Regions from separate parts of the Gossypium hirsutum genome. Here region 2 is linked to region 1. The links are chromatin contacts, called in public Hi-C maps. All regions are on one chromosome and are shown on one strand. The core of a region is the stretch at or near the end of the contact, and the rest is flanking DNA. Distances in the headings are between cores, read along the strand shown. Region 1 holds the start of LOC107895058 (sister chromatid cohesion 1 protein 4). Region 2 holds the start of LOC107895064.

Evidence for each region. A called contact is a pair of places that touch in the nucleus more often than the background predicts.
Region 2: a Hi-C map of leaf shows a contact between it and region 1, with 2.3 times the contacts expected there. The contact joins the promoter of LOC107895064 here to the promoter of LOC107895058 in region 1. A contact is called at or near these places in 11 of 34 Hi-C or Micro-C datasets (anther, hypocotyl, leaf and 1 more).

Annotation. Positions count from the first base shown.
Region 1 is chrA13:81,336,090-81,342,597 of Gossypium_hirsutum_v2.1, reverse strand. LOC107895058 (sister chromatid cohesion 1 protein 4) reads right to left here and starts at 2,761. Exons shown (of 15, transcript XM_016820258.2): 1 at 2,138-2,761; 2 at 698-959; 3 at 321-418; 4 at 178-224. The coding sequence starts at 2,261.
Region 2 is chrA13:81,637,766-81,644,273 of Gossypium_hirsutum_v2.1, reverse strand. It overlaps LOC107895064, which reads left to right and starts at 3,975. Exons shown (of 2, transcript XM_016820273.2): 1 at 3,975-5,270. The coding sequence starts at 4,326.

The sequences.
Region 1 (6,508 bases), core at 1,512-4,011:
AAATCAACCCTCAAAACTTATCACAATTTCTCATCCATTAAAGCCCTAAAATTAGATACTTTTGCTGGCCATGTAACCATAATTTCTCAACTTTCTAAGGCCAACATTAAATTGCCTCCTGCTGATTCCTGATTAATTTTCAAGAAAACGTCAGTGATACAAGAATAACAAGATTACCTCATCAAGGAGACCAATCTGAGAAGTATCCCCATCACCAAACCGCTCTGGAAGTATATAAAACACAGAATTTTAGATTTACATATTTGCTAATCAAAATGTAGCTAAATCAATGATCATCACAATCCAGAGCTTGTACTGACCATCTAATCCAAATTGTGAAGTGGAGTATACCATGCCATCCATGGTATCTTGAAGAGTAATCTGCTCTCTTGAGCTAACGTGATGATCAACATAGTTACTGCCAACAAAGCTACATATTAATCAACACAGAGTAATTCCATGTATAACCTATGTTGCTCGGACTATTCATTTTACTTGAAATACCCGTGTCCAACACTCATGTCTGAGACATGGATGTGAGGATATGCCCGTTTCAGACACATAACTGTATCTGTACTCATAAAGAAGCCCAAGTAACATAGTGGATAACTAATGAAAAGAATTCATTGTTATCTCATTTGACCAAGGCAACAGAAATCAAGAAAACCAATCTAAAAGGCAACTATTAGGAACTAACCCGTGGAAAACCTCATTATCAGGCAGCTCAAAATCATCAAGATCAAAAGTCTCAGGCAAAGTGATTGAATGGTAGGGTGCAGTCGATTCTTCTGGTGGTAAATCAACTGCAGTGGAGCGAAACGCTTGCTTTATCTTAAGCAAGGCTTCACTGCAATCATCAAAAAGGTAATTCACCTTTCTAGAATATATCCTCACCACTCCAAGAAGAAGATGACTGGACAATCGGAGTGCAATTGGTACGTCAGGAAACAGAATAGAGTCTGCTCAAAGCCATATTAACAAAAAAAAAAAAAAGTTAAAGTTAAATATAAAAAGGAATACAACTCACGAACATGAAAGAAATTACATATTCGAATGTGACAATATAACTCATTCACCAGCCTTGTATAGCTTAGTCCACAGTAGCAACAAAACCAGAAAAAGAGCTGAAGCAGCTCAAAGGAAAGTTCCTCCACCAAGTAACCAAGTAAAACCACACATGTTAAGAACATGCTACCAACACCGCAGATATTTAACATGTTCTGTATGGAAATTATTTCTACAGAACCAAAGTTCCAAATAGGCCAATAGAACTGCCAACAAACACCTCAAAATAGGCCCAAAAGCGCCATGACAAGGAAGAAGCATAAAAGGCCTAAAAGATTAACTTATGCATAACTAAGAACAAAAAGGATAATGCTACGAACTTAAGAAAAATATTTCTATTAATAAATGGGAATTTGTGCAAGAAATTTTCAGTTTCAAGAACCAGTAGGCAACAGAGACCGATATCAGAAGCAAGGTATTGGCATTTCCACCCTGCTCCACAATTGTCAAGAGAACCCATGTTTTACCAAATTGACAGTTTCATTTCATCAAGCACGCTGATTTTCACGCTAACCTGGTATTTAAAATTTTCAATTCATAAATACCACTTCTACTAATGGATGTTTAACAGTTGAAACTACTTTTATTTCATCAAGCTTATAGAAATACTTAATAAACTTAGAACTATGCATGACCATCATTAATTCCAGATGTTGGTTTAATAAATCAAATGTCAAGAAAAGAAAAGAGCATACTAATAGGACAAATAAGAAAGGAAATTCTAACTACTTCTTGCTATTTAGTTCCTCATAAAGTAGTTAAAACTAAATCGGAAATATGCAAAATCATAATTGATTAAAAAAAGGAAACAATGACTGAAAAAGCAGTACCAATTATGAAGTAAATATGCTTCTCGTATTAAAGTAAAATCATATAAATTTCTCACCCGAAAGATTGCAGTTCAATGTAGCACAAGCAATAACCAAAGAGTGAATAAATAAATTCTGATTCAGCATAAAAGAAGAACATATCCACACAGACTATATTAATCTAACCTTAAGAAGACTAAGATATTGCTCTATTAAGTGGAAAAGGATAGATTAAGTCCAAAGTAGACTTAAAAGGTACTAACCAACAGAAACACCGATGTCCGTATCCGCCACCTGATTCTTGCGGAGTTTCCTCTCCAGATGGGCAGCTATCCATATCGTCCCCAATGGACCTTTCTTCGCCAATATAAACTGTGAATAAAACATTTCTCGCCTAATACAAACCCTATTTCTTCATACAATGTAACCAAGCCCTATTATTTAAGCTTAAAATTAGATCTTTCAGTAAGAATTCAACAAACTGGCAAAGCTCACAAGAGAAGAGAAACCCTAAATTTCAAATTCCACAACAGAACCCTTGACTTTCCACTTCTAGCAGCGGAAATGAACAAATTAAGTTCAGAATATCCCTAAAAATCAATAGCAACAAGGAAACCTTTACAAATCTCAGTCCACCAAACAACCAGTGAAACCCTCCCAAAACTCCGTAAAGGGACCCATTTCCGCTTAATTACAGAACCGCCACTCAGGAGAAGTTCAAAATTTGTGAAGTTTCAGTTTGCAGAATCACCAGTTGAGTCGGATCGGACAGACGCAGATCAATTGGAGACTGGGAAAGAAAAACAGAAGGGAAAGCGCTAATTTTAGTAAATGCTTTTTTGTAATAAGAAATTAATTTCGAAATTCAACTTTGGTTTTGTGTTCGTCGTTGTATTAGTGCAGGTATGTTGGAAACGTGGCGCTCTTTCACTGGCTGGTTAATTTTGAATTTTATGACTTCTCCAGTACGTTTTGTCAAAGGCGTAGCCTATCCCTCCATTCTTTTTTGTTTGTGAACCAATCTCTTTCATTAGAAAGGTACAAAACGAGAAAAACGGGGGCCAAACTCATCCCATATCGGTTTAATTTGATTTATTCCCATTAGCTTATTTAATTTATGCGATTCATTAAGCATTAAATTTAACCTAAAACCCAATTACTCGTATTAAATCAACACAAACATAAAATAACTTTACTAATTATTAAATTATAAAAATAACTCAATCTAATTATTTATTTAAATCTAAATATAAAATTAAATCATTAATTATAAAATAACCAAATTACTTAATTTCAATAAATCACCGAAATTACCTTAAAAAAACCTAACCCAATTAATTACCCAAATATAAAATTAAATTACTAAATATGGCAAAATAAGGCTTATAGGCCAATCTTTTTTATTAAATTAGAGTTTTGGACCGGTTTTAATTTTAATTAGGGTTATAGGCCGATTTTTTAAAAAACGTGTCCAGTTACGGTCAAATCCCAATACCTTTTTGAACGTTGCCGCAAACGGTAAAAAAAATAAAACTCTGACAGTAACTTTTTTTACCCTATAAATACCCTTCAAATTTTATTTTTTTCATTCATATCCTTTTCTCAACTCTCTCAATTTTGTCAAATTCTCTCAAACCCTCTCAAGTCTCTCAACTCTCTCATTTTAAATAATTCTTTATATTTTTATATTAAAATATTATTTTTTAATTATCTCGTTTTTATTCTTTTAAACTGATTTCTTACGAATGGTCGCCTCATTAATTGGCTTCGACGACAAGCACATTTTCGCTGCCAATTAGTAATAGTAAGACCGAAACTTAAATTTCATTAATTTCAATAATGTTAAATTTAATTTTTTATTATAATTATATTTTTGTGTGTGTGTAAATAGGCAGATGATCGTGTTCTAGAGGGCTTCATCCATAATATAGGAAAGCATGCAATTCCTAAAATTCGTGGCCACCTGCAAGTAGCTAGATTCTTATATGCGTCTAACATGTCTGGGGGCTGCAAACTCAATTTGCAACTAATTAGTGCATTGGTGGAGAGATGGAGGCTTGAAACATACACTTTCCATCTTCCATGCGATGAGTGTACAATCACACTCGAAGACGTGGTGCTACAACTCAGTCTACTAATAGATGGTCCAGTCATCATGGGATCTGGGATCATTTTGGCCAAAGTGACCTTCTGTCGATCACTGTTGGGGAAGGTCCTGGACAAGTTCAAAGGTGGTCGAATATCGATGAACTAGTTGAAGGATAATTTCGACGAGCTTCCTGAAGACCCTAAAAACCGAATGGAGGAGGTGATATAACAATACACCCAAGCATACATCATAAGGTTAATCGGGGGTAATTTAATGCCTGAAAAATCTCAAAATTTGGTGTACATAAGGTGGCTACTATATCTAGTGGACTTTAATGATTGCAGGAAACTAAGTTGGGGATCTTTCGTATTGTCCACGTTATATCGAGAGATGTGTCGGGCCACAAACTCAAGGTCGGCATCAATCAATAGTTGTCTACTTCTGCTACAATCGTGGGCTTGGTGATGACTATCGTTTATACGTCCTAAGGTAACCAACCCATATATGTTCCTGTTGGTGACGAGGTAAACATTATTTATTAACAAATACGTAGTTTGTACAATATTTTTTATCATTATACGTTTCGACTAACATATTGCTTGTACAAGTGGAACCATAAGCCAAGCTACGTAGGACTGCTCGAGGTTCTAGAAGATATTAGGTTGTTGTTAGATCAAAGATCAGAAGCCGATGTTAGTTACCTATTCTTTTGAACCTATATTAATTACGTAATTATTCGCAAAAAAGGAAATTCATAAATAACCATATTTACAATTTTGCTTATCAGTTTGAATGGATGTCGTACGCCGACATCGATGTCATATCCTGCATCCCGTCGAAAGTGTTGCACAATCGACAAATGTGGGATGCGAAGGTATTGTTGGTAGTGTACGTAATAGTGGAAATGCACAAAATAAAGCGGGTGTTGTAGTAGTTCAGGTAAAGGCAACAAATTCTGCCGCCACCGCAAGACCTGAAGGATCTGCACAATATGGAAATATGAGAGAAGGACAACATTAACTAGTCAGTGTGGTACAAGGAGCACATTGAGGTGTGGGATCGTAGGATGCAATCCATACCCATTCACAAATATTTTTTCTCAGCAGACACGGTAATAGGTGATGATTACTTGGCATGGTTTAGAGTCGTCGGTAAGCCGTGTCTGTTATCACCAGAGGAGAGAAGTTGGCAAATTCAGGCGAAGAGGTCACGTCGACCGCCACAGTAAACTAGAAGGGGACAAGGTCACAAAATGGGTTTGCCATTCGCTCCGGTGGAAGATGCATCGTCTATGGCTTCGTAATATTAAAGTTGCTTCCCTTCAGGTATTCTCATTCAATTACCTAACCATGTGTATTATTCACAAGCACCACCACATTACAGACCACCGCCACACATGACCGACTGTTTTGTTTCCACATGTACATATTTACTACATCAATATCCTTCACATACTATACCCCTGCCAGATGTCGATGTCAAACCCCGTGTCAGGGCAATTGCCAACGTATCCCTGCAGCCGATGCAAGTGCCCATGAGCAGTTGATACCCTGTGCCTTTCCAACGTACTCGAGATTTGGGGCACCTTATAGTTTCACGCCTAAAGTGACCCAAACACCGTGTGCATCACTATTTTACGCCGGTGGCTTATTGTCGCAATCGGTGGATGAAGGTGTGACAGATACACGATGGCAAGCGAAGACGACGCAATGATCAACCATGGAGGAATATGATGATGATGTCGATCCCAAAGATACGATCACTCAGGACGCCACTAGACACAGGTGACGACACACTAGTCACAGGATACAGACACATATGTTTCATATCGGACATGAAATGAGGGAAGACGATGATGACACACTGGACTCCACACACTTTGAATGCGTTGTAGCCGATAGACGTCATTGATGTAAGGTGCATACTCAATTCGTATGTTCCCGCATACAGTAATTGCATGTGCTAAATGAAAACTAAAGTGCTTGGAAGCTCCCATAATCATAGGTCCCTTCCGTTAGGTTCACATGATACGATGTACTCAACATTTTCTAGTAGGGCCTAGCATGCTCGATGGCTAAAAAATCTAGGTTTCGACGTGAGTGACACACTACATACATCATGTTCGCTCTCACTGTACTTTTTCAAATCTCTTTCATCATGTTATCACAGAATGTACCGTCACCCTCTATTTGTCTAGCATGGATCAACTCCCTATCAGGAAACAAAGCAGCCAGTCAAAAGTATGTCTCTTTCACAATCGATGTTACTGGCAAATGACACGTCCCTTTCAGTGCCGAATTAGTGAACTCTACCAAGTTTGATGTCATGTACCCGTATCATAAACCCCCATCATATGACTACGTCCACTGTTTGAATGGTATATTTGAAACATAGGCCGCACCTTATGCATTAATGGTGCTCAAACTGTTCAACTTTTGATGGAAAACATGTTGGACGAGTTCATAACCTATTGATAAATAGGTACCAATTCGTACAATGATGTAACCTCGTAATTCAAAATTTGATTTGCAGTAAATATAGGGTT
Region 2 (6,508 bases), core at 2,726-5,225, 300 kb before region 1:
TCTCTACTTTCCCTTTAACATGACCAAATATACCAAATAAACTTTTCATCGGTTTTTGTTTCTTTTTCACACTTCTAACAAGCTAGAACTTATCTTCTAATAATTTCCTATAAAAAAATATATCTATTTCACTTAAGTTTTCTAAGCTTCCATCAATTTCCTTTAATGACAACTTTTAAAATACTTGATAAAATAAAAAATTATTGGCATATATGTAAAGCAAGCTTCAAAGATTTAAAATCTATAAAAAAAATTGAAGAAAAACCATATGAAATGGGTTTTCTTTTTTTCCAATCTTTCATGAGAAAGATGAGAAAGAACTTATCATTCCCTCTTTTTATATATATTATAATATTTAATAAATTACTATTATTTTAAATAAAATGTTAAATAATAATTATTTAATGAAAATATCATTTAAAGTCATCATGAAACTTTTGATTTTTTTAATTAATAAAAAATTGTCATTAAATCCTTTCCATCAAAATAAAAATAGGATAATTGCACTTTAGTCTCTATACTTTTCTAACTTATTCAATTTAATCCCTAAACTTGATACTACCACATACTTCTACTAATAATCCTCTGTATTTTCATGTCTGACGGTTTTCTCTAAAAATGACAACAATTTCTTATACTACTATTTATTTATAGATCACTTATTCAAGGACTTCTACCATAAGTATTCTTCTTCTCTTTTTTTTTTAAAAAAAAATGGGGATGTTACAGGTTCAGATCTGTAACGAGAGAGAGTTGCGTTTTAGATCTAGTACGATCCAAACGTTTAATAAAGGAGTCTATCTTAACTAAGTATACATGTGTGTTTGATGATATTTGAGTGACTATATATATTAATTGTAACCAATCGATGGCATGAATGCATTTGGAGTGATAATGGAACGAGATCTATACCTTTTGTTAGGGTTGGCCATAAGTAAGTGTCCCTAACTAAAGTTTACTGTTTTGGTCAAAATTGTGTATATTGCAATTATATGTTTTGTGTTGTTTCGCATGTGTTGTGATGCTAAAACATGTATATTGATTTTGAAAATCCGATTACATGCTAATACATGTCTATTGTTACTGTTATTATTGATAGCATGATAAAAATGCTCACAAATACTGATATACTGAAGCATGATAAATAATGTCCTCTGTTTCTGTTAAATCTGATTGCATGTTAAAAACATGCTTACTGTACTGAATATGCTATTGACACTGTATGCCATATTGCATTGCATTGAGGTTGGGTCGATTATGAAAAGAGGAAGTTCTGTCTGTTTATCTGCATATCTAATGGTTTATCCACATATTTCTTGTAGCTATCTGCACTACTAGTGGCTTGTCCACATATTTCTGGCAGTTTATCTGCAAATATTTGTGGCTTGTCCACAACGTGATGTGTATGGATGGATGAGTTCTGAAGAACTCCTATTGTGGTGTGTAGCCGTGTTGGGTAGGATTTTTTTCTATAATTCAAAAATGCATGGTCATACATGATCATATACATGTATTTTGAAAATTTTGATTTTGTACTATTATGATATTTTGTATAATATATATTTATATACCATTCTAATTACTTGAGTTATGATTCACACTAAGCTTCTTAAGCTCATTCCTTAGTTTACTATCTTTTCAGATAACCAGTGAGGTTAGGATTCAGACTCAACAATCGAAGGAGTATCTCAGATAATTTTTAATAAATGTATTTTTAAACTTAATATTTATACTTTTTGTTATTTAGGATTGACTATGGCATGAGACTTTAATTTGAGTTTATTTTGGCATGCATGACATTTAAGTTTTAAACGGTCTAAACTTTGAAATTGATTTAATTATACAAACAACTTGGTTTTTAATTAAAATCTGTCAAATATCACTTTTTTCGCTACAATATGGAAAATGAGTTTTGAAAAGTAAATAAGTTGGAAATCAACTAAAATTTCAAAAATAATCAACCTTTGCAAAGTATATATATTTAAATTAATTGTTTTATGTTTGAAACTCGTACATTTTTGTAAAACTAAGAGATTCACACAATTCTATATAGAAAGATAAGCAAATGGTTTTAAAAACGTGTTTTGAAATCTAATGGTTTTATTAGGCCATTTTGGTTGTCAATGTAATATTCAGAATTTAGTTATAACGTCTAGGCCGGGTTTAGAAGGTTATACAACCTGAAAGGGTATTTGGGTGCAAGCTAAAAGTTCTTTAAATAGAGAGGAAAAGTGAGTTTCAAGCATTGAAACTATATCTATCACAATAGGGGATCGTCCTTCGACTTACGTGTCCTTATACCTTTGAGCAAAATGGACTGGTTGAACGGAAGCATCGATAGATTGCTACTTTTGGACTCTCTATGCTTGCATATGCCTCCATGCCATTGGCATAATAGTATGAAACTTTCAGCAGTGTTATGTATATGATAAACAAGTTACCTTCCCTTCCTTTAGAAGTCATCTCTCCCTATGAAAAATTGTTTTAAATAAAACCGAACTATTCTTTTCTTCGAGTTTTTGGTTGTTTGTGTTTTCCTATTCTTCGGCCTTATCATGTTAATAAACCACAGTTTTGATCCACACCCTACACATTTCTTGGTCACTCACTAGTTCATGAAGGGAATAGGTATCATTATCATTCGAGTAAAATATACATCTCTTGTCATGTCACCTTTTATGAAAATATGTTTCCATTTCAAACCAACTCAATTACTTCAAATGTCTCTTGTCAGTTGGTGGGTAACTAGCTGAAGAACAAGGCGGCAATATTTCTAGTGATTTAATTTTTTAAGCACCTTTGATAACCCATAATAAAAAGAAAATGAAAGAAATTTTTCAATGAAAAAGTATAGAAAATGATAATTAGATACTGAGCCATTTATCATTTAATATAATATTTTTCAATTCTTTTAAATTTATCCTTTAAATATTTTACCTTTAAAATTTTAAAAATTACATTTGTCAAATAATCTAATTATATTGTCTACTTATTTTTAAAAAAATATCAAATATATTTTATAACCTAAATCTAACACTTATTTTTTAATTTATCAAACAATAATTTAATAAATGAATTTTAGAAGATTTATATATATATTTTTTATGAAACTTTATGCTAAATGTATTTCTTGCCAATTTTAGGAAGTTAGTGGATTTGACTAAAAAGGAAAAATGATATATCATGAAAAATTTATTTAACCTTCTCAAATTTAATAACAGCTATTAAAAAATGTGTAGAAATAGTAAAAATTTCTCTCTAATTTATAAATGGGAAGATAACGTATTCCAATATACTTGAATTTTCGTCTTCTTACATTGACAATAAATTTCATCCTAAATTGAACTAAGACTCAATCAACTTGAATAAAATATCTTTAACTTAATTTAACAAATTAACTCATATGTAAGTATAGTAAGTGGGTGATTTTTGCTCACTCAACTTGATATATCTCTAAATAAGTTGACGTTTATTTGATCCCAAATTAATTATTTATTTACTCCTTTCAAGTTGATTTGAAAAATTAAAGTTACATTTGATTTTGACTTGAATATATTTTTTTATATTTATATTAAAATAAAAATAACTTTTAATTTTAATGATAGCGTTAATTTTTTTAAGTATAAATATATTAGAGTAAATATTAATATAAAATTTATATCATAAATATTTATAATAATCGTTTTGGTGGAACGGATTTTCCCTAAATTCGACACCAACCTAACTCGACTAGTATTTAGAATAAGATCTGCCCCGCCTCCTAAAAGAAAAAAACTGATGAAATTCACTGTATCCAAGTATTGTTTTCTGCCAATTCGTATATATAGTGATCTCTTGGGCAGAAAGGTTTAGGTTTTGTTAATCATCCCATATAAGTAAATTATAATTAATGGGTACTCCATTCCTTGATACGTGTACTCTTCACGTTGACACTTGTCCTCTTTTATTCCTCATTTGTCTTCTCTCGATATCAGAAATAAGAAATCATATCAAAACTATTTCTCTGTTTCCACCTCCACCCAGTATTTTGACGTGGCAATATTCTAATGGTGATCAATGTACATAGTCAACCATCTCTGTTTTGACCAACCAAATGATTTTGCCACGTCATCACTCACAACTTCAACTGTCTCCCTCTGTTCAACACTCAAAGCGCCTACCCGCCTTATCCTCTTTGGTCTTTGCAGTTTTATTCCTTTCTCTCCTAAGTCATATAATTCGGATTCAATTTGGGGATTAGGGTTTGTGGAGTACTTCGTTTTTGGTTTTGTTCGCTCTTTAACTAGAAAAAAAAATAAAAATAAAACATCAATCAATTCCCAGCCATGGAAGGAGACTTACTAGATTGGGAGGTGCTCCACAACTCGGATTCTGACTCTAATTCTATCCTGGTTAACTCGCCGCAGTTGAGGAATCTTGAGGGAATCGAAGGTGATACTGGAGGGATGATAAGGTCTGATTACTTTTCTCTTGATAATCAGAGTATGTATGCGAAGGAAGGGGATGCAAGTGAAGAAGGCTCTATTGAGTCAGATAATCCGAGTTGGATTGATCCCAAGCCGGAGACTCAGTTTAGGAGGAATAATTCGGGTGATTTTTGGTCCGATTCGGGTAGTGATCGGTCAGATGATCGTAAATTAAGTGATTTCTCTGTGAAAAAAGACTTGGAGTCCGCTGAGAATGAGGTTTGTTTACAAGGGATTGGTAAACCGGAAGCTAGGGCTGACGGATTGGGTACATTTAAGCCTGATGGTGCCGAATTTACTGAATTGGATAGGATAAAGGAATTAGATTTTGGTGGGTTTGGCGATATTCAAGATCAGAATAAGGATTTGGGCGAGTTGTGGCCTGATGCTGGCGGAGATGGTTTGGTTTCAATGAAGTTTAAGGATGTTGAAAAAGAGGCTAGCATTGATTTTGGTGATTGTATGGAAAAGGGAGCGGAGATGGAGAATTCAGGCGAGCTTGATAATAGGAATAGCTCAACTTTGGATTTGGGAGTAGGACACGGTACTACGGCTGGTAATGAAGGTTCTACCATTGATGAAATGAAGTTAAGTGCGAAATCAGTTAATGAGGAGGAGAAGAAGAAGGTAGTATGGTGGAAAGTTCCTTTTGAGCTCTTGAGATACTGTGTTTTAAGGGTTAGCCCTGTTTGGTCCTTCTCTGTAGCGGCGGCTGTGATGGGTTTTGTTATATTGGGACGTAGACTGTATAAGATGAAGCGGAAGAGCAGTAACTTGCAGCTGAAGGTTACCATGGATGATAAGGTTAGTTGCTGCTTATTTTTTCTATTATTGTTGTCAATATTTGAAAATTGAATTATCACTTGTCTCAGATTTATTATGTAATCAGATCACGTAAGTTGTCGGTTGTCCCTGCTGCTGCATAATTTAGATCCATTTTTGCTCTAGGGTTCACGTTGAAATTGAATTTCATTCCCTTTTATACAAGACTATTTATGATCCTTTCCATTTTTGTTGCGTCATCTCTTCAAGCTTCTCAATGACTAGTTGAGATCCTTTGTTTGATTGATTTGTCTGAGTTTTTACTCTGCATCTTTACGAATTTCTTGCTCTGGAAATATTTGATTATTAGGAGCTTTCCTGAGTGAACCTCGTGTTTGATTGATCATTAGTTCCTTGTCAAATCTCTGAATTTTTTCCTCCTTTTTACCCGTGGCTCCACTTGGTTCGCTATAAGTAACTTCCTAAAAGAAATGTTCTTGGGGAGGACTGATTCTTCTTTTGTTTCCCTTTCCTCCTCCACTGTTCTGTTCCGTCTTTCACTAACAACACTTTTAACCAATACAAAGTACAAGGATAAGCTGAAGGGAAAACACATATATAATGGAAAAACCAAATCAAGATTCAAACATCAAACTTTCTCACCATTAAATTGGATTTAAGACTATTTAGCTGATAGCTGAATCATAGCCCACACATTATCATGGTGAAAGTACATGTAATTAATATATAAGGTACATTGGATAGTCAAGTACTTGTAGCAGATCAGGAAAATTTTGGTTCAGTCGATACAGTTGATGATTGGTCCACTGCAAGATTTGCCTGTAAAACCATACTTCCCAAATAAAATATTGGGACAGAGTTTGAGAAGAGACAGGGACCGAGGATGGCTAGTGTTAGTTGGTCCTCATGGCAAGGTTAACCTCTAAAAACAACTTTCCCATTAAAACTATCGGAGTTGCTTTCCTTTATTTATTTATTTATTTATTCTTTTACTTGGTAAAATATTTTAGTTCGACCAATATCTTTTTCTGCCATGTCTTATATTAGAAAACAGAAAATAACTTCCTGGATGTCACGTATGCTAATGGAATAGTGACACTATCTTACTAGTAACGTGCTCCTGTTATGTTGTGTTTTATTTTGGAAGGAATCATTTTTCTTTCACAAGAAATTTAGATTATAAGAAAGGAAATATGTTATTGATTCTCCATTGTCTTCTCATTCAATTTGCTACTTTCCCATCTAATCCAATTCAGCTA